Regions from separate parts of the Mus musculus genome. Here region 2 is linked to region 1. A link is a contact called in public HiChIP or PLAC-seq data. All regions are on one chromosome and are shown on one strand. Each heading gives the region's core, a stretch centred on a gene start, on an enhancer-like site or on the middle of the called end of the contact. The rest is flanking DNA. Distances are from core to core; before and after follow the strand shown.

What was found. HiChIP or PLAC-seq counts read pairs in DNA pulled down with a chosen protein or histone mark.
Region 2: an H3K4me3 HiChIP or PLAC-seq map of pro-B cells shows a contact between it and region 1, with 3 times the contacts expected there. The contact joins two enhancer-like sites. A contact is called at or near these places in 9 of 39 promoter capture datasets (the 3T3-L1 cell line, the C10 cell line, the HPC-7 cell line and 6 more), 1 of 15 datasets of contacts at CTCF or cohesin (large pre-B cells), 8 of 484 Hi-C or Micro-C datasets (B cells, CD4 T cells, DN2 thymocytes and 5 more) and 8 of 115 datasets of contacts at active chromatin or transcription factors (the 230-238 cell line, CD8 T cells, embryonic stem cells and 3 more).

The regions. Positions count from the first base shown.
Region 1 is chr12:113,238,370-113,245,885 of GRCm38.p6, reverse strand. No RefSeq gene overlaps it. Among named protein-coding and RNA genes, the nearest start is that of Gm25622, 28 kb to the right of the region's middle. Within about 2 kb of position 4,720, at least 21 of the 459 cell types and tissues checked have an H3K27ac peak or open chromatin away from gene starts, as enhancers often do.
Region 2 is chr12:113,414,634-113,422,149 of GRCm38.p6, reverse strand. It overlaps Igh, Ighd and Ighm. Among named protein-coding and RNA genes, the nearest start is that of Adam6b, 71 kb to the left of the region's middle. Within about 2 kb of position 2,894, at least 3 of the 459 cell types and tissues checked have an H3K27ac peak or open chromatin away from gene starts, as enhancers often do.

The sequences.
Region 1 (7,516 bases), core at 3,471-5,970:
ATAATACATAATTAGTGGTTGATTAAGGAAGAGATAATGAATGGCAAGAAGAGACAGAGGCAGGGAGAGACATATACAGGTAGAGAAAAAGATGAAGACAGACAGAGAGAGACTGAAAGAGGGAGAAAGATACAGAGAGAAGAGAGACTATGAAACAGGCAGAGATATAAAGACAGTGAGAGAAAAACAGAGAGACAGAGATGGAAGAGAGACAGAGAGACAGGGAGATAGAGAAATGGGAAGACAGGAGGACCAAGAGAAGAGACACACGGCGAGGCAAGATGTAGTAGAGAGACCTCTGATGGAATCGGCATAGGTGGAGGCAAACATAGATAGACTCTCTCCAACTGCAGTTGACAGACTGAGCAGAGAGAATACCATTCAGAGAGAAACAGAGGCTAAGGCTAGGAAAGGCAAGAGTAGCCAGAGGAGACAGAGTTGAGCCTGTGGGACAGGACCAGACGCCATCTTGGAAGAGGCAGTGACAAGCCAGGGAGGTGACAGGCTGGTACAGTTTCTATCCCACAGTCCACAGGCTGGTGTCACAGGCCTGTCTCCTCGTGGCCACAGTCTATCCCTGCCTGCCAAGCCTGTCTGTGGAGGGATGGGGGGGGGGGGGGCTGGGCTGAGGCAGGCCAGGACTTTTCCAGTGGAGTGGCCAGGCACTGGGCTGAGGGCATGATCCCTGCCCACCATCCCAGTGGGTCTGGGTAATGGATGGCCTTGATTATTTTCCTTCGTGTTTAGGGTGGAACCTGCTTAGAGGCAGCTAGGGCTCTCCATGATGGCCTAGCCTGTGGTGAGTTAATGAACCCCTAAGGGTAGTTCTTCCACATGGGCTAGGGTTACAATCTGGGGGTTGGGGGCTCAGATATCAGTACCAGAAACAAGGCTTACTCCCAACATGTCACACTCGCACACACACAGCTGCCGAGTTACTCATTCTGTGCAGAGTTGGCTCACAAGGGCACATGCAAATGGATGTTTGTTTCATACAGAAAAACATGTTTCTCACTTTCTGAGGTTGTTTCCAGAAATAGCATCAGTGACTCCCCCACCTGCAGCTGCAGGTTCACCCCAACCTGGCCAGGCTGACCAGCCTTGGGGATGGGGGACTCCCAGCATAGGCCACTGGGACTGGGGGTCCATGACCCCTATTGATGATGTTGAATTCAGTGTTTCCCAGTTATCACCACTGCTGGAATCTGACCCACCAAGAGGACATGACAGGAGATGGGCAAGGATGGGTGGCTCAACACCCCAGGGAAGTGAGAGAGGCAGGAAGGCTGTAGGTGTGCTCCAGATCCTGGGTCTACCCAGAACCATGGGAATGGTGGGCAGTGATCATGCCCTCAGCCCAGTCCCTGGCCACTCCACTGGAAAAGTCTTGGCCTGCCTCAGCCCAGACCCCCTCCCCCACCCCTTCTCAGACAGACTTGGCAGACAGGGAGCTAGCCTGTGGCCACATGGAGACAGGCCTGTGACTCCAACCTGTGGACTGTGGGATAGAAACTGTACCAGCCTGTCACCTCCCTGCTTGTCACTGGCTCTTTCAAGATGGTGTCTGACCCTGGCTCCATCTCTGGCCAACCCTGCCTTTCCCAGCCTTAGCCTCTGCCTCTTTCTCTCTCTCTCAGTGTGATTCTTGCTCAGTCTGTCCCTCAGTTACTGTCTCTCCATCTCTAACAAAACATAAGAGCTGTCTCTATTAACACCTTGTCTCTCCTCTTTCTTCTTCTCCTTCTCCTTCTCCTTCTCCTTCCTCTCTCTCTCTCTCTCTCTCTCTCTCTCTCTCTCTCTCTCTCTCTCTCTCTCTCTCTCTCTCTCTCATCTCTGCTTGTGCCCCCTTTCTCTAGGTGCACATCTCCTACCTCTGTCTGTCTATCTGTGTCTCTTCCTTCTGTCATCTCCTCTCTATCATTCTTTCAGTCCTTCTCTATGTCTCTTTTCTGTTGATGTCTGTCTTTGTGTGTCTCTCTCTCCATCCCATTCCTTTTATGACTCTGGCTCCCCTTATCTCTCTGTCTGTATTTCTGCCCCACTTCTCTGTCTTCCTATCTTTTTGTCTTTTCTCTGTTTCTGATTTTTCTCTCCATGTCTTTCTCTCCACTTTTCTCTCTCCCTTTCTGAGTCTTCCTGCATCTGTCTCATTGCTTCTCCATCTCGCTCTCTCTTTCTCTGTTTTCTGTCTCTGTTCTTGTATCTCTGTGTGCCTCTCCATGTCTCTCTGCTGTCTCTTTTTCTCCATACAGCAATTTACTAAAAGAACAAACATCAAGGCAGGAAAGTATATATATTTCAAATAAAAGTTCTTCAAATTGCTATGTCCTATACTCCAAGAAGCATTTCCAAAGTATAGATTAATTTAACCCTTTTAAATGAAAAGATACATTTTTAACTTCTAAAGTGTCTCCACAAAGAAATGAATGTTTTTAATTAAGAAATGTTGTAATTTAGTGTTGGGCTCCTGTCTTATAATGTACACTTCCTTATAAATCTAGCCATGTGGCTTATATCCATTTGGTATGCTCGGAGCTTTATGTAATAAACGTCTTCCCGATAGGTGCAAGGATTGGTGTTTTGTACTGCTTACTACATACATGCTTTTAATCATTCCAGGACATACCGTCCCTCTGCTGCTGCTTCTCACCGTCTTTGCCTTTCTCTCACCCTGTCCATCTTTCTCTCTCCCCATCTCTCTGTTTCTGTCCCTTCCTGTTTCAGTCTCTCTCCAATCTCCCTGTGTTTCTCTCTCTCTCTCTCTCCTGATGTCTCTTTCTCTGTGGGCTTGTCTCCCCATCTGTCCTCTTCATTTCTGTATTTCTCCTTATCTTTCTATCTCTGTCCATGACTCTGTCTCTTTCTGCCTCGTTCATCCCCTGCCCCCCTGAAGGCACAATGACACTTTTATCAGGGTTTAATAGGAAAGTTTCAGGGCAGGAAAGTTGTAAGACTCAAGCAGCTGCCCCGAGGAGGCCAGTGGGGGAGATTGGTAAAAAGCCATGACATCTAATCTGACATGGAGGTCAGGCACATGTCCCACAAGCAGCCACATGGCGAGAAGGGGGCAGTTAGAGAACAAGTAAGAAAGCCCAGCATGTTGGGGAGGAAGCCAAGGTGTTAAGGAAAACTTGCTCAGAGGGAGACAGAAAGAAGGAAGCTACAATTCTGTGAATTCAGAAAGGAAGCTGACTTACAGCCCCACATGGCTATAGCCCCTAAGCTTCTGGCCCTTCCTCTTCTGTCTCTTCCTGTTCTCTGTCACCCCTGTTTCTCCCTATTCTCTGTCACACCTGTCTCTGTGCTCCCATTAATCTCTCTCTGTCTCTACACATCTCCACCTCTGCCTCCTTCATCTCTGTCTTTTCCGGAACCCTGTCTGTCTCTGTCAGGCTTCTCCTTGTCTCCCCCTGCAGACTTGCAGTTTCTCCCTTTGTCTTCCTCTGTCTTACCTTTATTATGTCTCCCCGTCTTTCCTACCTTCCTGACTTTCTGTCTCTTACCCTGAGTCCCCTGGCCTGAAACTGGCCAAGAAGGAAAACATCAGTCTGTGATCACTCCTACAGGGTCTGTCTCCATAGCCAGCAGAGAGGGGACCCTCTTTCTAGAAGGTTCCCTGTTCGCAGGCAATGAAGAATAAAAGGAATAGAAGATCCCGTTGCATTAAGGTTTCATGAGATAACATACTAGGAAAAGAGACCTTGGTCTACGTAGAAGTCTGGTCAGTCCCTGAAGTGTCTAGACGCACTTGATCCCTAGGCCATCACTATGTCTGAGGTCATGGTGGTCAAGCATCTCTGGCAGTCACAGTGAAAGCAGCTGTGGTCACCAACATCAAGCCCTGTGACTACAATAGCTCCTCAAAGAGGCTGGGTCTGTGGGGTTTTGTTTTGAGGGTCAGCTAGAAATGGGAGTGAGTCCAAGGAAGACCCACTGCCCCCGCCCCCGAGAGATAGGGGAATGAGCATGCTTGCACACGTGGACATGAAAGGCACAAGAGTGTTGTATGTGACAGTTTGAGGTGACCACATTCTGCCCTCTCTGTGCCTGTCATGGTTACAACTGAGGACAGTGGTGGATTTGGGCAGAGTCTGTGTGAGCTGGGAGAAGCTGTGGAGAGTTGCAAGCATGGCATGTAGATATCAGAAGCCCTGGTCTTCCAGCAGTCCTCATGGTGATGGTTCAGTAGGACACTGGATGTGTGGCCCATGCTAGGGTCATGGGCAAGGCTGGTATGGGTTGACTCTATGGCTGGACAAAGAGCTTTAACCTCGTCAGCTTCCGCAATATGGAGGAACACTGCACAGCTTGCCCCCACCTGCACTCTGAGCACTCTGTACACTGGACATGCTCTACTACCCAGTGTCTCAGACTCCAGTCCTGGGCCCCAGCCCCATAGCACAACCATGTTTATAATCCCTCCAGTGTGAGAGGCCATGAAATGTTGTGGAGCTCAGTCTGAAGGCAGGTGGGAGACAGGCATGCTTTTGGATCCATGTCCATGAAGTATATGTCCACATTCCATGACAAAGGAGCCGAAGCCACCTCTATTTTCTCAAGGACCCCCTCAGTCCTCATTACTCTTCCTCTGCCTGGCCTCTGGATGTCTTCCCCATGAATCAGCTGTCACAAACACAGGCTCAGTCAGAGCACAGTCTAGTTCCCACCTTGTGGTCCCAAAGGCTCTTTCACGCCAGTGTCTCCCTGCCTTACCCTGTCATGCACCTCTGGCCAGCCAGCTGCTCCTGGGCAAGGACGAGAAGAAGCCAAGTAGTTCCTCTTCTCACAGACTCTAGTCCTGCTGGCCTCTAACTCTGTAACCTTCTGGTGTCCATCAGGATCCTGGGGCCACATCACTCTGAGTGTGTTTATCACCGGCAATCCTGAGGGCTAAGATTTCAGATTCTAAAGGAGGAGGCCCCCGTGGACATGCCTTCCCCTCTGCAGTCCCCAGGTCTAGAGTCTCATGTGGCTCTGTGTGACTCCCTGATGTACAGAGGCATGCCCTGCTACAGGCAATTACAATGGATTGGGTAGAGGGTTGGTTGTGCTCCAACATCTTTGAGGAGGGTAGGAAGCAGACCTGGGATGTTCAGTAGCCTGGAGCAGCCATCACTGTCCTTTGAACAAAACTGGCCAGCACTCTCTCAGCTCTGCCCACTGTCTTCTGTACTCTTCACACTTGGGCCTCACCTGAAGCCTGCACCCCAGACTGTACCAGGCAGAGGCCATGTACCCTGCTCTCAGATGATGTTTCATACAGATTACAGAGCTAACAAGAGGTGTGGTGTGTGGACCAGAGGCTCATGCTGTGTAGTCACCCATGGTCCTGCTGAAAAGCAGGCTGGGGCTAAAAAGAGAATAGAGTATGAGACACACCAAGACAAATGCTGATCAAAGCCCAATGTTTACTAAAAATCTGTGCTTATATAAAAGGAAAGCCCTTCTCCTGCAGATCCACTTTTGATGTCTGTTGCCAGCCTGTAAGCAATTTGTCTGACAGCACTAGTTTGACAAGAAGGTGTCAATCACTGCTGTCTTTGGAATCTCTCAGCCTCTCAGCAGGTATCAGTGTCTTGGAGAAGAAGAGCAATGGTGACAGAACAATAGAATCATCTAGGTGGGAAGGCTCTACCCCAGGTGGTCTCATTCTCAGTGGCAGCAAGGTCTGAGCCAGCCTGCTCAAGGCTGGGGGAGGCTACAATGTTATTCAACAGGTCCCATGGGAAGTGTCCAGGCTGAGCTACTCAGTGTGCCACTCTGAGGACAAAGGCCTGCAGGAGAGGGAATGGGTAGATGGGTTTGAGGTTTGGAACAGGCAGGCAGGGGCTGTGTGTGTCTGTGGGGAGCTGGGTGTGAGTGCTGTGGGTCTGAGTCTGAGGGGTGTTCACACATGGCTCTGTCTTCTGGTGCATGGCTTTCATCTGAGAGAGAGAAAGAGAACCACACTCTTCATTAGAGTGTGTGTGTGTGTGTGTGTGTGTGTGTGTGTGTGTGTGTGTGTGTGTGTTTGTATGTGAGTCTGTCTGCTGTCTGTGTGTAAATGTGAGCTTCTATGCTTCACATGCATGAAGGATCCTTCAGGGCACCCTGGAACTGGGATTACAGTAGAGAGCTGCCATGTGGGTGCTGGGAATTGAATCTGGATCCCCTGGAAAAGCAGCCAGTGCTCTTAATCCTTTTGGTGTCTCTGCCTGTCTCAGTATCTCTGTCTCTCTCAGTCTCTGTCTCTCTGGAGTCTCTGTCTTTCTGTGTCTGTACTGCCTCTGTGTCTCCCACACCTCCTACCAGTTGCTCTCAAAACTTCCACGTCCCCCCTCTTCTTCATGTCTCTATCAGTGTCTGTGTCTCTGTCTGTCTCTCTGTGTCTCTCTGTCCCTGCAGCTCATGACTGTTTCTCTCTAAGTGTTTCCCTGTCTCTTTCAGTGGTCTGTGCTTCTGTCTTTCTCAGTGTCTCTGTCTTTCTACTTCAGAATCTCAGAGTCCCCTCTTCCATTTGTGTCCCTTCTTGGGCTCATTCACTCTGCCTCCAGTGTCATCACTTGTGAGACCAGAACCTACTATGAGTCCAGAGGACTGTCCTTCATGGTCTGTGACCAGCTGTGATCTGGGGAACACTGGGGAAGGCATGAACAGGGAGGGACCTGCCTGTCTGTGGAGCCCTGCCTGTCAGCATGAACTCCCCATTCTGCACCACCAGAGCCCTGCTGAGCTGACTATTCCACACCACCTCCAGAAAAGGGCATTGAATCCTGTGGAACCGATGGCTCTTAGCTGATACGGGGTACTAGGAATCAAAACCCACTCCTCTGCAAGAACATCATGTGTTGTCAACCACCAAGCCATTTCTGTAGCCCCACAGTAGAAACATTTAAGGCTAGATGTCTAGAAAGACATATTCCAAGATCTGAAAAATCTAAACTCTCAACCCAGGGTAGTATACCCAGAAAGCTATTAAATTTCAGGAGAAAATAAAAAAGCTTTCCACAGCAAAAACAGATGAAAGGTATTTGTGACCATAGACAGCTGTAAGGGGACACTGGGGGTAATACCTCAGACTGAAGGGAAACACCATACACATGAGGGGACGTGGGCTAAATCACGTGTTAGGAGGTGTGGAGATGGGAAAGGCTGGGTGGGGGGAGGCTTTGCCAGAGTGAAGGCTTCCTGCACTCAAATCTAAAACCTGCACACAAGGAAAAATAATTTGAGGGAATAGTAGAACACATGCAGCTTGGAAATGGAGGGAGGGAGATTTTAGCATTAAAGTTTTAAGTGTGGATAAAAGGATTGGAAATCTGGGGAAATAAGAGGGGAAATTGTATGCATGTTGTTCTCAGAAGAAAGGGTTAGGTTGGGTGTGGTGGCACATGCTTTTAATCCCAGCATTCAGGAAGCAGAGACAGGAGGATCTCCTTAAGTTTGAAGACAGCCTGGTCTTCTACACAGGGAGTTCCAGGACACCCAGGACTACATAGAGAGACCGTGTTTCAAAAGAAAACAGTTTCTAAATTTA
Region 2 (7,516 bases), core at 1,645-4,144, 180 kb before region 1:
GAATCTGGCTTCACCACAGATCCGGTGACCATCGAGAACAAAGGATCCACACCCCAAACCTACAAGGTCATAAGCACACTTACCATCTCTGAAATCGACTGGCTGAACCTGAATGTGTACACCTGCCGTGTGGATCACAGGGGTCTCACCTTCTTGAAGAACGTGTCCTCCACATGTGCTGCCAGTGAGTGGCCTGGGCTAAGCCCAATGCCTAGCCCTCCCAGATTAGGGAAGTCCTCCTACAATTATGGCCAATGCCACCCAGACATGGTCATTTGCTCCTTGAACTTTGGCTCCCCAGAGTGGCCAAGGACAAGAATGAGCAATAGGCAGTAGAGGGGTGAGAATCAGCTGGAAGGACCAGCATCTTCCCTTAAGTAGGTTTGGGGGATGGAGACTAAGCTTTTTTCCAACTTCACAACTAGATATGTCATAACCTGACACAGTGTTCTCTTGACTGCAGGTCCCTCCACAGACATCCTAACCTTCACCATCCCCCCCTCCTTTGCCGACATCTTCCTCAGCAAGTCCGCTAACCTGACCTGTCTGGTCTCAAACCTGGCAACCTATGAAACCCTGAATATCTCCTGGGCTTCTCAAAGTGGTGAACCACTGGAAACCAAAATTAAAATCATGGAAAGCCATCCCAATGGCACCTTCAGTGCTAAGGGTGTGGCTAGTGTTTGTGTGGAAGACTGGAATAACAGGAAGGAATTTGTGTGTACTGTGACTCACAGGGATCTGCCTTCACCACAGAAGAAATTCATCTCAAAACCCAATGGTAGGTATCCCCCCTTCCCTTCCCCTCCAATTGCAGGACCCTTCCTGTACCTCATAGGGAGGGCAGGTCCTCTTCCACCCTATCCTCACTACTGTCTTCATTTACAGAGGTGCACAAACATCCACCTGCTGTGTACCTGCTGCCACCAGCTCGTGAGCAACTGAACCTGAGGGAGTCAGCCACAGTCACCTGCCTGGTGAAGGGCTTCTCTCCTGCAGACATCAGTGTGCAGTGGCTTCAGAGAGGGCAACTCTTGCCCCAAGAGAAGTATGTGACCAGTGCCCCGATGCCAGAGCCTGGGGCCCCAGGCTTCTACTTTACCCACAGCATCCTGACTGTGACAGAGGAGGAATGGAACTCCGGAGAGACCTATACCTGTGTTGTAGGCCACGAGGCCCTGCCACACCTGGTGACCGAGAGGACCGTGGACAAGTCCACTGGTAAACCCACACTGTACAATGTCTCCCTGATCATGTCTGACACAGGCGGCACCTGCTATTGACCATGCTAGCGCTCAACCAGGCAGGCCCTGGGTGTCCAGTTGCTCTGTGTATGCAAACTAACCATGTCAGAGTGAGATGTTGCATTTTATAAAAATTAGAAATAAAAAAAATCCATTCAAACGTCACTGGTTTTGATTATACAATGCTCATGCCTGCTGAGACAGTTGTGTTTTGCTTGCTCTGCACACACCCTGCATACTTGCCTCCACCCTGGCCCTTCCTCTACCTTGCCAGTTTCCTCCTTGTGTGTGAACTCAGTCAGGCTTACAACAGACAGAGTATGAACATGCGATTCCTCCAGCTACTTCTAGATATATGGCTGAAAGCTTGCCTAACCTGGTGCAGGCAGCATTCAGGCACATATATAGACACACATGCATTTATACATAGATATATAGGTACACATGTGTAGACACATACATGAATGTGTATTCATGGACACACAGACAAAGGTACACATATATACACATGAGTTCATGCGCACACACATGCATGGACACTTACAAACGCCTTCAGAGACAAATAGGCATAGACACACAACCACTCACAGAAACAGATACCAATATGCATGGTCCTGTGTACACAGAAACAGACTATAGGCAAATATACACAAATAAACTATATAGATACAAAGATATGCATATACACACATGTACAGAAACATCTTCACATGTGTACACTAACATGTGAACAGGTATAGCACACAGATACACCTGGACTCTGACCAGGGCTGTAATCTCCAAGGCTCACGGCTCAGAGAGCCTACACTAGGCTGGGTCACTGATACTCCTCAGGAGCCCACTCTATGATTGGGAGAGATAACCCCAGGTACAAAGTATGCCTATCTGTCTCAACACCATGGGGCAGAAGATACTCCACTAACCACCCATGACAGAAAGTTAGCCTTGGCTGTGTCTCCATTAATAGAACACCTCAGAAGACCAATGTGAAATTGCCTAACCCACTCACACCCACCCTGATCTCCAGTTCAAAATGCAGAAAACATAATGCAGTTGTCCAAAAGATGCCCCAACCACACACACACACACACACACACACACACACACACACACACACACACACACACACACACACCATCAAGGAGCCTCTGTAAGGAGTCACCACCCAATAACACTGCCTCTTTGGGCTCATATCCTGGACATTCTTCATATTCATATCCATTTGGGGCCTAGGCTTTAGATATCCCCAAGGGCTCATCTTTACAGGGATCAGAGATCCCAATAAATGCCCTGGTCCCACAGCCTCCCTCAGGTATCTGTCTGTTTATCTCTTGGTACCAAGACCCAACATTGCTGGCAGGGGTAGGACAAGCAACGCACGGGAACTCTGATCAAAGAAAGTCATGAGATGCCTGAGTCCTTCAGGAAGTAAGGAGGGACAACCTCTGGTATCCCTGTTCTTATTGCTAAAGCCCAAGAGACAGGGAGACCTGCTCTAAATTCTCAGTCTAAACAGCACCGATGGCACCACCTGCTCAGGGAAAGTCCAGAGCACACCAATATCATTTTGCCACAGTTCCTGAGTCTGCCTTTACCCAGGTCCATACATTGCATCTGTCTTGCTTGCTCTGCTGCCCCAGGGCTCCTGGAACAAAGGCTCCAAATTAGTGTGTCCTACAGCTTGGCCTGTTCTGTGCCTCCGTCTAGCTTGAGCTATTAGGGGACCAGTCAATACTCGCTAAGATTCTCCAGAACCATCAGGGCACCCCAACCCTTATGCAAATGCTCAGTCACCCCAAGACTTGGCTTGACCCTCCCTCTCTGTGTCCCTTCATAGAGGGGGAGGTGAATGCTGAGGAGGAAGGCTTTGAGAACCTGTGGACCACTGCCTCCACCTTCATCGTCCTCTTCCTCCTGAGCCTCTTCTACAGCACCACCGTCACCCTGTTCAAGGTAGTGTGGTTGTGGGGCTGAGGACACAGGGCTGGGACAGGGAGTCACCAGTCCTCACTGCCTCTACCTCTACTCCCTACAAGTGGACAGCAATTCACACTGTCTCTGTCACCTGCAGGTGAAATGACTCTCAGCATGGAAGGACAGCAGAGACCAAGAGATCCTCCCACAGGGACACTACCTCTGGGCCTGGGATACCTGACTGTATGACTAGTAAACTTATTCTTACGTCTTTCCTGTGTTGCCCTCCAGCTTTTATCTCTGAGATGGTCTTCTTTCTAGACTGACCAAAGACTTTTTGTCAACTTGTACAATCTGAAGCAATGTCTGGCCCACAGACAGCTGAGCTGTAAACAAATGTCACATGGAAATAAATACTTTATCTTGTGAACTCACTTTATTGTGAAGGAATTTGTTTTGTTTTTCAAACCTTTCCTGCGGTGTTGACAGCCCAAGGATTATCTGAATAGAGCTTAGGAACTGGAAATGGAACAGTGCAGTCTGATGGTACTTAAGGGAGAAAGAGGGAAAGGAGGTGTGGAAGAAGAAAAAAGAGAAGCAGAGGGGGAGGGGAGAAGGGAGAGGGAGAGGGAGAGGGAGAGGGAGAGGGAGAGGGAGAGGGAGAGAGAGAGAGAGAGAGAGAGAGAGAGAGAGAGAGAGAGAGAGCATGCACTCTAACAGCAAAGTACAACACAGGCAGCCAATGGATAGCACTCTGGTTATCTACCCTGATGGAAGAAGGGAAGTAGGGCAGAGAAAATTCCAGGCCTAATCTCCCAAAAGCAACAGAACCTGGAAACTAGCCTCTAGCCTTAGGTCTCTGCTCTGTCCCCAGCCCACCATCTTGGGCTGGTGTTGCTTCAAGCTAGTAATTTAGGTCTTATCCCAAAGCTTTGTGGTATGTGGGTGTGCCTTTGGGGAGTTGGCTGAGATTTTGAAGATGTTTGTACCTCTCCCACAACATGACAAGCCCTAGGGGTTAGTCAATAACTCAAATTCTCTGTCTATGACAACTGCTGTATGACTATATGAAGAAATGGGATAAAGATGCTATAGTCACTCGAGGACAGATAAAGGCCTGCTCACAGAGCAAGAATGGAAAGGAGAGGAAGGCAGGTCATGGGCTTCAGTTCAGAGAAGGAAGCACAGCAAATACAAGGTGAGGGCCATGCTAGTTACTCCCTTGTTCATCATGTGGACAGCTAGAGAAGCCCACTGACATGGGAAGTCTGGGCTAACTGACTACATTGAGAGGAGGACCAGGAAGCAGGGCATGAGAGAGAACATCAGACCATGGGAGGGATCTGTGTAGATGCCAGGGTCCTAAAGAGAGTCTTTAAATAAATGTGTGGGGTAGCACCTTGGTGATGGTCCCTTTCTGAGTTGGGATTCTAGTGGGTAGCTGCAGGATACAGAGAGCAGAAATCATCTAATGGGAAACCACTGTAGAGATGATAGGACTCGTCACCAAATTCCAGATATATTGTAGTCATTCACCATGGTATGGTACTTCTCATACCAGCATCTATTTTTGTTACCCTGGGATGCTGGGGCAAAGTGCCACACATGGCAGTTTGAGCAGCAGAACTCTGTTCTTTCCCAGTTCTAGAGGCCAGAAGTGTGGGCTACAGCAAGCTCTGCTCTGTCCCCAGCCCACCATCTTGGGCTGGTGTTGCTTCAAGCTAGTAATTTGGGTCTTATCCCAAAGCTCTGAGGCCATAGCAGTTGGTCAATCCTTGTCTCCTGGCACCAACATCCCAGTCACTGTATGTCCTTTGTACCTAATGCCATGTTTCAAGAACCCAGTCCTACTGGGTTTGATGCCAACCCTGATTCAGCACAAGTTCATCTCCACTAGGTTCCACCCGCCATGACCTCAGAGCTAGAAGTCTGTGACAGATTCTCCCTGCTGCACAGAGGATACCAGCCTGATGTAGCCCAGACTCCTGGCCTCTAGAACAGGGAAAGAACAGAATTCTGTTGCTCAAACTGTCATAGGTGGCACTTTGCCCCAGCAGCCCAAAGAAACTAACATAGATGCTGGTATATGACATAGGGTATAGAGGTGACTCTGGAATTGGATGATGAACCCTGACATCCCTACATGAATGTTGGTTTCAGCAAGCAAGTCTGGCGGGGGGGGGGGGTGTCACAGGTCTACACTTATATCTTTTGCTTGTCTCTGGGATACTGTAGAATGGGACATTGAAAATATTTGATATCCCAGAACCTGAGAAGGAAGAGTAGTGCAGACAGAACCGAACCATGACTTGGGGAAAGGAGTCAGGCTGCTCTGCTCAGATGATACAAGCTGCTCAGGGGGCTATGAGAATACAGAAGGCTGGCTGTTCCTGTTAGAGTCACAAAAGAATTATATTCATGGGAGGGGAGAATCATTGGTGCTTAGAAGAGTAGGAGGTAGATCTCTTCCTAAGAGGGGGTTTCAGACAAAGATGATGGTGACAGAGAGACAGGCTCCTGAGACTGGCCATAGGGCTTTAAGGCCCTTCTCCCCTGTCTTCTTGGGACTGAGTCATTTTTATGACTCTGGCAAGAAGAGTGATACTGTCCAGACCTCACCTTTGTCCCCAGTTCCATGTCCTCAGAACTTCACTATCTGTCTTGCAGGTAATGAAAAGGGACCTGACATGTTCCTCCTCTCAGAGTGCAAAGCCCCAGAGGAAAATGAAAAGATAAACCTGGGCTGTTTAGTAATTGGAAGTCAGCCACTGAAAATCAGCTGGGAGCCAAAGAAGTCAAGTATAGTTGAACATGTCTTCCCCTCTGAAATGAGAAATGGCAATTATACAATGGTCCTCCAGGTCACTGTGCTGGCCTCAGAACTGAACCTCAACCACACTTGCACCATAAATAAACCCAAAAGGAAAGAAAAACCTTTCAAGTTTCCTGGTGAGTATCCCTGGACCATGCAGAAGGGCCTTGTGGGACTTCTCATACCCACACTCAGCTAATCCCCAAAGATTGACTGAAGCAAGACATCCCCCCAACTTTGATCCCTCCCCTTCCTTGCTCTTCCCCCATTCATTCCCTCCCTTTTCTCAGCTGCTTCATCAACACAACACTTGACATCCACACCTCAGAAACCCTGTACTAACAGTGCAAGGATGCAGCTGGGTGAGCAAAGGCACTAGCTATGCATGGTCCCTTCCATAGCAGTACCATTCCATCCTGTGGCCCTCCTCTCTCACTGCGTTCCATCACCCTGGGCTCCACGGAATACTCTGATCTCTCACCATCACTTTTTGTCCATCTTCTTTAACTCCAGAGTCATGGGATTCCCAGTCCTCTAAGAGAGTCACTCCAACTCTCCAAGCAAAGAATCACTCCACAGAAGCCACCAAAGCTATTACCACCAAAAAGGACATAGAAGGTAAGAAGTCCAATGTGCCAACTCATCTCTTCAACCTTACACCTCTTGCTCCTGGAAACCCTCCATGACTCTTTCTCTGAGCTGTCAATGTACATCCTAGGTAGAACAGGTTACTAAAATGACTTCTGTACTACTGCAAGCCAGGCCTTATATCCAGGCACAACAAATACCACCACCTAACCCTGAGAAGCCATCATCCCTTTTTGAGCTAATGCTAAACAGAGGAAGGACAAGGACCTACTTAGCCCATAGGACCTGAGCTCTGTGTATCTGATCCAAACTGTGAGGTCCTCATGGATTCTGTAGGCATGTGACCAGACAAACAACAAGACATTTCTGAGGTGCATAAGAATCTCATTAAAGGGCTAGAGACCATTACACCTAGATTGGAAGACTTATTGTACCCCACATGTTGTCTTCACCTCTTCCTAACTATTCTCTCTCTCTCTCTCTCTCTCTCTCTCTCTCTCTCTCTCTCTCTCTCTCTCTCTCTCTCTCTCTCACACACACACACACACACACACACACACAGAGCCTAACTAGGTTGGAAGATAGGAAGCCTAGGATTAGCCTGGCCTTCAGAATACAGAATAGGGACATAGAGAATAGCTGGGGCACCAAAGAAACCTACAAAAAGTCACACAGAAGCAAGCATGGGTCTGTTCAGGCAGCACTGGGCATCTCTAGGAGCTAGACAGTGACCAGGAGAAGCAATGTCTCCAACATAGGCCTTTCCTTACCAAGCCCTTGGGCCCCAAGGCAAGGGCAGCCTATTTTCTAGATGAAACCTATCCCACCCCACCCCAAGGCTGTCCAATGCCCCACCTAACCATATGTCCTTCCCCCAACATTGTTCAAGCCATAACTGTAATCAGATAAGAAAGGGGATTTCCTCTGTCCTCTCACACATTTCTAGATACCTCCATCC